Regions from separate parts of the Sus scrofa genome. Here region 2 is linked to region 1. A link is a contact called in public Hi-C data. All regions are on one chromosome and are shown on one strand. Each heading gives the region's core, a stretch centred on a gene start, on an enhancer-like site or on the middle of the called end of the contact. The rest is flanking DNA. Distances are from core to core; before and after follow the strand shown.

The links. A called contact is a pair of places that touch in the nucleus more often than the background predicts.
Region 2: a Hi-C map of liver shows a contact between it and region 1, with 3 times the contacts expected there. The contact joins the promoter of CHAF1B here to the promoter of DOPEY2 in region 1. A contact is called at or near these places in 1 of 5 promoter capture datasets (fetal skeletal muscle), 4 of 47 Hi-C or Micro-C datasets (embryonic fibroblasts, fetal skeletal muscle, heart right ventricle and 1 more) and 1 of 2 datasets of contacts at active chromatin or transcription factors (alveolar macrophages).

What each region holds. Positions count from the first base shown.
Region 1 is chr13:199,844,786-199,849,817 of Sscrofa11.1, forward strand. It overlaps DOPEY2 (protein dopey-2), which reads left to right and starts at 3,237. Exons shown (of 39, transcript XM_003132763.4): 1 at 3,237-3,420.
Region 2 is chr13:200,044,521-200,049,982 of Sscrofa11.1, forward strand. CHAF1B (chromatin assembly factor 1 subunit B) reads left to right here and starts at 3,576. Exons shown (of 15, transcript XM_013982578.2): 1 at 3,576-3,680; 2 at 4,356-4,550; 3 at 5,268-5,400. The coding sequence starts at 4,425.

The DNA.
Region 1 (5,032 bases), core at 1,987-4,486:
GATCCTTAACCCACTGAGCAAGGCCAGGGATCCAGCCTGCCCTCATGGTTCCTAGTCGATTCGTTGCTGCTGCGCCACGGTGGGAACTCCCCCATTTCCTCTGATTTATAATGCCTTCTTTATTGCTCAAAGGGGTAACGTTCTGATTTAAATTACATCTGAAGTGCCCTAATTAGTTTGAGTATTATTTCGCAAGGAACCTACCCGATTTACATGTCTTAAACACAGCTCGGGAGATCAAGGGTGACTAGAAAACTTGGCCAAGGTAAACAGATTTCTCGTAAGAAAAAACTTTCAGATCTTAGTGTTGTACATTTACTGTCAACCCTAATTATAAACGGAGTTGTTCTTTAAAGGGTTTACAGTACCTTTATTTGTCAAAGTTCATTTCAATTAACCTCCCACACACCTGGTGTTCTTTACCACTAAGGAACCCAACCACAAGGCACATTACATATATTATTTTATATAGATGCATTACAACACAGTTGTACATGGTGACTTTGGCACAGACTCCTTCTCTCTTCATGGTCAGTACAAGAATTTTTTTTTTTTTTTTTTTTTTTTTTTTGCCTCACTGACAATATATGGCAGTTCCTCGGCCAGGGATCTAACCCAAGCTGCAGCTGTGGCAAGGCCAGGTCCTTTAACCCACTGCACCACAGGGGGAGCTCCTAAGTAGGTTTTTTAATCTCTATTAGTTCAATGCAGTGGTGGGATTTGAGGAACCTAAAAAAAAAAAGGAAGAAAAGAAACACCTGTTTGTCAACTTTGTTTTTGTAAAAATGGAGCTTATCACATCTTCATTAGGAAATCAACTTTCATGAAATTCTTTTTCCTGCCAAATTCTCAGTCCTTCAAACAGTTTTCCTCTGTTTCTACTTTAAGACCATCCCTAAAAATTGACCATTAGAGGGCATCTGGGACACTCGTCACATGCCAAATGGATGGAGACGGAATCAGAATCACAAGCCCGGCTGCGGAGTTCCCACTGTGACACAGTGGGTTTGAGGTAGGAGGTAGATGACCCCTGGACTAAGTCTTAACAGCTGGGACGTGTTGGGCTGAGGAAACCGGGCCTTACTTCTCTTTGACACATCAAGGGGAAAGTTAATGGCAGGAGCTAAGCTCTGCTGGAGTAAAAAGATAAGACGACCACATCCATCACTCCGGGGGTCAAGGAGACCCAACTACACATGCACCAAAAGACTCCTGGGGCCAAAAAGGGGGGGGGGTGCTAGGCCACAATATGTCCTGATAACTGTCCCATCACCCTTTGCTCTGGAATCCGTCTTGGCCACAAGAGGCTCACACATATCCGGGAGGGGCCTGGGTCTGGTCAGGTGTGAGAAATAAAACAAGATAATTGGCTAAAGGAAAACAAAGACCTGGAAGAACTGTCCTATATAAATGACTGAAGTCACCTCCCTGGCGTGCTCCTCATTCAGGGGGACACCTACAGCCGCATTCCTCCTTTGAGTGTGTATTACTGCTTTGCTTCTGCCTTAGGTAAATAGACTACTTCTCTGCATGCTCTCCCACATGTTGTACTGTGTTTCTAACAATAAATTCTATACCTGTTTTTATGGTCTTTGCCTCCTCGAAACATTCTTGCTCTCAACAGGAGGCAAGAATCAAGGCAATTCTGCTTTAGTCTCTGACGATTCTAGTGGCTAGGATTTGTGGTGTTCATCCAGGCTGCCTAGGTTCAATTCCTGAGCAGAGAATTAAGATCTTGCTTCAAAGCATCACTCACTGCTCTCTCTGAAATCAGGTTAAGGATCTGGCATTTCTATAGTTCACAGCTGTGGCTCAGATTCAATTCTTGGCCCCAGAACTTGCATACATCACCAGTGCAGCCATAAATAAATAAAAGCAGCAGTAGCAGCAGCCTGGTTGGGCCAGAGGTTCAACATCCCAAACTATTCGAATATTCTTGGTGTTTTGGGGGAAGCAATAGATCCTCTTGGGGATTTGATACAAACTATATACTCTTTCTCCAGAAAATATACACTTACACTAAATATTCTACACAATTTCAACATGTTTGTGGACACCCTATGCTCACCACCCTCAACTCTTTCATGGATGGCCTAGCATTCACGAACCCCAGACTAGATCTGAAAATTCCTAAGGAATGGTGAGGGGTTAAACTGTTAAGAGGCCGCTTGGAGAAATCACAACCTCAACCAACAGATGGCACTGCTTTGGTTGGCTGAGAGCCCCAGCAGGTGCAAGCAGGATATCAGGTGAACTTTGTCTGATTCCTGTCATCAAGGTGCATCTTGCTCTGCAGCAGTCAGGCCAGGTTCGGTCTGGACTGTCCAGATCCAAAGGCTCTTGAGGATGAGAGGAAGAGGTTAGAGCTATCCGAAAATAGAAATCCCATTTAGACTTGATGCGGGTCTCTTTTCTGAGCCAGAGCCCACATAGCTAAACTCTTTCCTCTGATGCCGAGGGTCAGAAAAGTGTGGCCCGTGCGGCTGAGGCACCTTAGCCAGGGTCCCTAAACCTGCTGTGGTCAGAGCTTGTAGGGAAGGGTTCGTTCCGCTACCTCCCCGAGGGTTTGGGTGTGGTCCCCATGTCTCAGTGCCACCAGCCCCATCTTTCTTGAGTCCAACGGCTGTCTTTGTAACTCCAAACCTCTCCTTGGGCAGGCCGATTCACTGACCGATGTCCCTTTCTATTTGGGTGTATGAGATTGGAGGGGTGAAGAAAGGCCCAGGTGAGGGGCGGAGCCATCCTGCCCACCTGTGTTAGACCTTCCCAGGAGCAGACCCGTGGCGAGGGCGGGACCTAGCTGTTCAGGCAGTGAGCGGCGCCCACTGAGGGAAAGCGGCGGAAGGGTGGGGTGGAAGCCTGACGCTGGGGAGTGGGCACCTAGGACCCTCCCCCGCGCGCTGAGGACGCGCCCCCAGGGCCCGCCCCGCTTGCTTCGGTACCGTCTTCTGGTCCCGCCCCCAAGTCAAGGGCCCGCCTCCCGGCCCTGCCCCGAGCGTCGAGGATGCGCCCTCGGCTCTGCCCTACGCACTGAGGGTTCTCCCTTGGCCCCGCCCCCGTGCGCCGAGGACACGCCTCCCAGGTCTGCCCGGTCCTGCCTGCAGAGGACCCCCTCCCTTGGCCCCGCCCCCATGAGCCGAGGGTCTGCTTCTCGACCCAGCCCTCATAGGCCACGCCCTCATAGGCCACGCCCCACGCGCCAAGAGCCCGCCCCATGGCCCCGCCCCCACGCGCCGAAGATCCGCCTCCCAGCCCGCCCAGTGTCCTGGAGCCGCGGCGGCTGGGGCTCCGACGCGGCGCTTCCTCCGCGGTCTCGGCTCTTCGCCGTGCCGCAGCTGCCCACGGCTCTACCAGTCGTGTGCAGGTCGGCTCTTCCGCGCCTCCCTTCGGCGAGCCCGCCGAGAAAGGCCGCCACCCCCGGTAAGTCGGGCCCGCGCCCTCGGCCGCCAGGCGAAGCCGAGGGAACCGGGGCGTCTCCTCCTGCGGGCCCGCGAGCGTCAGGGGCGTTTCCCCCGGGTGCACAGGGTTCGGGCAGCGCGGTGAGGCGGTCTTGGCGTGCAGGTGGTGGTTCCCCCCGAGCACTGCCCGGACCCGCGGCGCACACTGCTGCAGTGCGGGGGCTGCCCTAACGAGGCCCCGAGTGGGCGTGGGCTCCGGCCCAGGACCCCCAAGGGGCAGCCCGGGAGGCTGAATGGGGTCCCCTGCCAGTTCCCTGGCTCCCCGAGGCGAAGGAAGAGCGGCCGGGCCGACGCGGCCTCTCCTCTGGCAGGTGGAGGTCAGGTGGGTCACCGCCTTCCCGCTTCTCACCTCAGCGGCGGATGTTGAAGCTGCGGCTTTGTTTGCCCGCAGTCCTGTTGGGGAGCAGGTTTGGGGATCGAGACCTTTATAAGATAATGGCTTTTCTGTTAAGGGACCACCTCCCACCCCCCCACCCCGAGTCTTTCAGACCGTCCCCAGAAGGGATTCGAGCCGCAGTGCGCGCTCTGCCTGCCCTCCTGGCCCCTGCGTCTGGCAGGATTGCAGGCTGCTGCCGCCCTGGCTGGTCCTTGAGCACCTCACCGCAGCTGCTTATGAAGGCTGTTACCCGCAGGTGTTTCCTTAACCTGGGACAGCTGTCCTACAGTGGGAGAACCTTTGTAGGATTTTTTTGGTAAGCCAGTGGAGGCGCTCCTCTCCCCCCAAATCTTGCCCCCATTCGTGTCTTGCATTTTTTTCCACTACAATTTAATTACCACCCTGAAAGACCCGACTCAAAATAATATGCCCTAGAGTTGATTAAGCCAATTGCAGATGAGCCTTTCTGTGCTGGAGACTAAGGATCATTATCTATTGATAAGTGTCCCCAATTGTGGAGAGTGACTGTTTGACAGTTTTTTGTGTTTTCATCTAACTCAGAAATGGTCTTTCACGCAAACATCTTTTAAATTAACTTGTGTTGGATCTAGCTGGTTGGCTTTTCACTCGAATTTGTTTTTCTAAGAAATTAAGAATGGATAAGGTGAGCCATTTCCTGCTGACATTTGCCTTTTTTTGGGCGGATACATATGCTCTGATAGGCTTGTTTATACTACTCTTCCCCTGTGTATCTAATTGTTACCAGGCTGTAGAATTCTTATCAGTTTTACTGAGCTATTGAACCTCTCACAGAAAAGATATCCAGAATAGATTGCAAAATTATTGTCAAAAGAGCTCTGTAAGGGCTGCACTATTAATTTACCTGTAGGGTAATATAGGTGAGGCTCTATACCTACTCAGTTGTGCCACCTGGCTGAGCCAGAATCCTATTTCTGCCAGTTGCTTGCTGTGTGACCCCTGGCAGTTTTCTGATTCCCAATACCCTCATTTGGAGGTTGATAACACCGATCTCTTAGGACTTGTGTGTTGCATGAGAGAAATACATGCATAAGTGATGGATTCACCAAGCCTACCAGAAAACTTGCTCAGTAGCACAGTATCAAGTGCCCTGTATTTAGAAATAGAATATCTTGCCTGGTTGCCACAGACTTCAGCGTAGGTCACAGATGCAGTTTGG
Region 2 (5,462 bases), core at 2,326-4,825, 200 kb after region 1:
TGGGTTAAAAGATCTGGCGTTGCCACAGCTGTGGCGCAGGTCTCAGGTGTGGCTCGGATTCAATCCCTGGCCCAGAAACTGACATATGCCGAGGGTGCAGCCATTAAAAAAAGAGATCCCATCGTGGCTCAGTGGTTAACAAACCTGACTAGTATCCATGAGGATGTGGGTTCGACCTCTGGCCTGGATCAGTGGGTTAAGGATCCAGGATTGCCATGAGCTGTGGTGTAGGTCACAGCCGCAGCTTGGATTCAGCGTTGCTGTAGCTGTGGTGTAGACTGGCAGCTGTATCTCCGATTTGACCCCTAGCCTGGAAACCTCTATATGCTGCAGGTGCAGCCCTAAAAAAACTAAATGACAACAACAAAGGTACCATAGATTGGGTGGCTTAAATACACTTATTTCTCATTGTTGTGGTGGCTAGGAAGTCCATGGTTAATGTGCCAGCAGATCCAGTGTTTGGTGAGAGCACTCTTCCTAGTTTGCACATGGCTGTCTTCTCACCGTGTCTTCACTCGGGGAGGGAGGGAGAGAGAAAGAGGGAGAAACTTCATCCCTTTATAGGGGTAGCAATCCTGTGATGGGGGATCCACCCTGGTAATCTCATCCAAACTTAACTACCTCCCTAACCCCCACCTCTACATAGCATTACGCTGGGGGGTAAGGCTTCAACATATGAATTTGGGGGACACAAACACTCCATTTATAGCAATTTCTATCATTTTACACGTTTACCAGCAATGTGCTATAGGACCTATGACCTCTGTGCTGGTTTGTAATTGTACTTTTTTCCTATTTTTTCCATGCACACATCAACATCAAGTCCCCAACATTTTCACCAAGAAAGCCAACTCCACATCTATTTTAGTACCTATCTTTTTAATCCACAGTCTAGATATTCTGCCACTTCAGGAGATGGTTGAAGGATTCATTTGTGAATTGATAGCATGTGTCAGAATTTTGAAGGAACCTGACTGTTACAAGAGACATGGAACTCTGGGTTTTCTAAACCATATTGATTATCAGACTCACCTGGAAGGAATCCTTTGAAAATGCAGGCCCCTCAGCCCTCCTGCTGGATACCTTGAATCAGTGGGCCTTGGTTGGGCCAGTAATCTGTGTTTTTCTTCCTTCCTTCTTCCCTCCCTCTTTCTTCCTTCCTTCCTTTCCTTCCTTCCTTTTCTTTCTCTCTCTCTTTCTTTCTTCTTTATCGCTGCACCTGCAGCATACGGAAGTTCCCAGGCCAGGGATTGCATCCGAGCTCCAGCTGTGATCTGTGATCTGATCGTTTAACCCACTGCCCCAGGCCAAGGATGGAACCCATCTCCGAGGTGACCTGAGCCGCTGCCATATGGATCTTATACCTTTCATAAAACTGTCTAAAAGCATTGACCAGCATTTATATGACTTCATGTTGGGGAGTTCCTGTTGTGGTGCAATGGTTAAAGAATCTGACTAGGAACCAAGAGGTTGCGGGTTCAATCCCTGGCCTCGCTCAGTGGGTTAAGGATCCGGCGTTGCCGTGAGCTGTGGTGTAGGTTGCAGATGTGACTTGGATCCCTCATTGCTGTGGCTCTGGCATAGGCCAGTGGCTACAGCTCTGATTAGACCCCTAGCCTGGGAACCTCCATATGCCGTGGGAGCAGCCCTAGAAAAGGCAAAAAGCCAAAAAGCCAAAAAAAAAAAAAAAAAAACCAAAGAATTCATGTCAATTCTCTTCCCTAAAAATGCCAGGAAGAGTTGGCTCCTCAGATGAACTTGGATGTTCTTTTTTTATCAATTAAAGCTGTGCATCGCAAGGTATTTGTTTCCTGATCTTCTAGGAAACTCACAGATAAAATATTCCATTTCAAAAGGCCTGCTGCATCTACTGCCTTCTGATTTACAACCTCACTTTATGTTTTTTATTTTTTTTTAATTAAAAAAATTTTGTTCTTTTAGGGACTCACCTGTGGCATATGAAATTCCCAGGCTAGGGGTCAAATTGGAGCTGTAGCCACCGGCCTATACCACAGCTACAGCAACGTCAGATCCGAGCTGAGTCTGCGACCTACACCAAAGCTCACAGCAATACTGGATCTTTAACCCACTGAGCAAGGCCAGGGATTGAACCTGCGTCCTCATGGGATACTAGTCAGATTCATTTCTGCTGAGCCATGACGGGAACTCCTACAACCTCACTTTAAAATGTTAAATTTAGGAGTTCTCCTCTGGTGATGCAGGTTAAGGATCCGGTGTTGTAACTGCAGCAGCATGGGTCACTGCTGTTGTGTGGGTTCCATCCCTAGCCCAGGAACTTCCACATGCCAAGGGTGCAGCCAAAAAAAATAGAACATTAAATTCTGTTTTTGAAAAGTGTTTATAACGACATCTACTAATTGAGTTATATATACTGTAAGCAATCCAGGTACCAAACAATCCCATAGCTTTGAATTCTCCAAAACGATCTGGAGCCAATACATAAAAAACAGAAATCTTAATTTTCGTTTGCAAAAGGAGGAAGAGACCTGGTTGAATTCAGGGCCATATATCTGGAGGGAGAGAAGAGGGGAAGGTGGGGAGAGGGAGAATGAGGCAGGAGAGGCTGGCAGGCAGTCTTTTGCAAGGTTGCACTCGGTAGCACTCCCTTCACAAAGTTCCTCCTACCTTGAAGGCCCAGAAACCTGCTGCTGGCCAGCACAAGGTGGCTGCCCGTTTGTCAGAGCACATCTCGGCTCAGCCAACCACGATTCTAAATCATTTAGAATGAGAATTAAAACTGCCTTTGAAACTCCCATGTCCATAGGACCTGCTCATTCATGTCCAAAGGCTTCCATATCATTGGCCCGTCCATTCTTTCCCTTTGCGGGGTCCCAGTGCCCCTCCTTTTGTGCTTCTATTGCACACGTGAATTTCTTTAGTTTGAATCTACATTTGCCAGAGCAGCTCATCCAAAACTCTCTATCACCTGAGCCCACTTCAAATGCCACCTTCTCTTCAAACTTTCTTTGAGCCCTCAAATCCAAAATAGCTTCGTCTTCAGAACTGTAAGAGCACCTTGTTCCTTTCACGCTTCTTTTCACTTTATTTTTAAATTATTATTATTTGTATACATGGCTACAGATGCTCCAAAGACCGTCTCTGCTGTGGTTATGTTTGAAACACCAGTGACCAAGACAGGTCACAGCTGCCAAATATTCGCTGCACCAGGGAAGGATTTAGTAGTCTTGGGCGGGTCTCAGGGTTACAGCCTCCTCACCCGTCCTATAGGACGGCTCTTTGTTTCCTTTTACCCGTCTGTAAATTCTGAGTTTTAAGTTTTGAGTCCGCTTCGCTCTCCACTGTGTACCGAGGCTGGGTATAGGGCCCAGCAGATGCTCAGTAAATGTTTGCTAAAAGAATAAATTAACAAGGGAAGAAGTGACTGCACCAATGAATCGATCGATGACCGCTCCCCATCCTCCAATGTGCGTCCGTCCGCAGGGAATTAAAAAACCGGTGGGAGCCGGCACAGATTCGGTAGACTTTGAGGCGCCTGACCAGCCTTCGCGTAGGGGGCGGGGCCTCTAGGAGTACCGCCCACGCAGAGGCGGAGCGCCTCTGAGATCCCGCCCACGAGGAGGCGGGGCCTGCAGCGCGCGAAAAGCGGCGCGCGAGGCGGCGGGAGCTGGCGGCGCCGGGTCCTCACTCGGTCCGTGCAGGTAAGTCGTCCCCGTGGCTGGCTCCCGCGTCCCCGCGGTTCCCGGGCCTGGCCGGGCGGGGCGAGAAGCTCTTACCGAGGGCCCGCCGCGAGGACCGGGGATAGCTCCCAAGAAGCCCGGGTTCGTGCGAGCGTCCCTGGCGCGGTGCGGCCTCCTCCCTGCCTACGTCAGGTCTCGGTTTCCCGGGCCCAGAGCCGGGTCCGGAGCGGCAGGAAGGGGGCTGCCCTCTCGCCCAGGGCCTCAGTCCGCTCCTTGTACAGCCCCTCCCCGGAGCGGCCCTCTCCCCTGGGCAACCCCTACCCTAGGCAGCCTCCTGCCCGGGGATGGCCCGGCCGCCGGCTCTCCTGCTGGCGGCCCGGCCCCGGCGCTCTGGGCTGCTCACCCCACCCCCCCAACCCCAGTCTACGCTAAGCAGCGGCGGGCGTGCAGCCTGGCCAGCCCGGTCCCTTGATTTCCTCTGCCTGGGTGTTCCATTTTGTTTTCCTGGCCGTAGCAGGAGGAGAAGCAGAACAGCCAAGACTCGGCGAACCATTTTAGGTGGAACTTGCGAGCTAACATTAACATCCTCTCCCAATACAGCGTGCATTTTAAATGGTTGGCAGGGTGCCTGGCTCATAATAAGCCTTCAGTACATCATTCCTGCTTTAATATTCAACTTGTACCAACGATTTTCAGCTTTCCTCCGTCTTTGGAGAAAGAACGGTTCCCGAGGAATTTTATTTTGCCCCTGCAAGACTCAGGAGGATGAAAGTCATCACTTGCGAAATCGCCTGGCACAACAAGGAGCCGGTGTACAGCCTGGACTTTCAGCATGGAACCGCGGGGAGGATCCACAGACTGGCGTCCGCGGGCGTGGACACCACTGTCAGGGTAAATGGGGCGGAGCTAGAAAGGGCGGGGAAGCACCCCTGAGGCCGCCTTCTCCACTCTTTTATTTATAACTAATATCAACAAACACAGAGACATCATTTAGTCGCGAGGGATAAATTCTCAGGGCCTGGAGTCAACCATGAGAGCAAAAGAGCAGCTTTCTTCCTGGGGTCCCGTTTCCTAGATTGATGTCACTGGATGCCCTTTATTTTAGAATCCCGAGCCAGGTTCCTCTTGGGGAACAGCTTGCCCTAGAAAGAGGTGGGAGGGAGGACGGCTGGCAGTGGGACTGCAGGGTTGTGTTTCAGAGAGCAGCTACTTCATTTTACATTTCAAAAGAAACATTCAGTTTTCGTTCTGAGTGTAAATATAGTGTTGGTCTAGTAGACACAGTATAGTGAGTGCTCGCTGTGTTTCTCTGAACAGGTTTTTTTTTTTTTTTTTTTTTTTTTTTTTCATTCTTTTTAGGGCCACATCTGCAGCATATGGAGGTTCCCAGGCTAAGGATCGAAACAGAGCTGCAGCTGCCAGCCTACGCCACAGTCACACGGGATCTGAGCCAGGTCTGTGACCTACAACGTGGCTCAAGGTAATGCTGGATCCTTAACCCACTGAGCGAGGCCAGGGATCGAACCCACATCCTGATGGAGGTTAGTTGGGGTTCATTACCGCTGAGCCACGGCAGGAACTCTGGAACAAATGTTTTCACATCAACAGATCTGGAAGGTGGAAAAAGGACCAGATGGAAAGGCCATTGTGGAATTTCTGTCCAACCTTGCTCGCCACACCAAAGCTGTCAACGTTGTGCGTTTTTCTCCAAATGGGGAAATCTTAGCATCAGGAGGGGATGGTGAGTATTCAGCGTCAGAATTCTTTCAGATCTCCATGTGTCTCATATTCAAGAGCAAGATT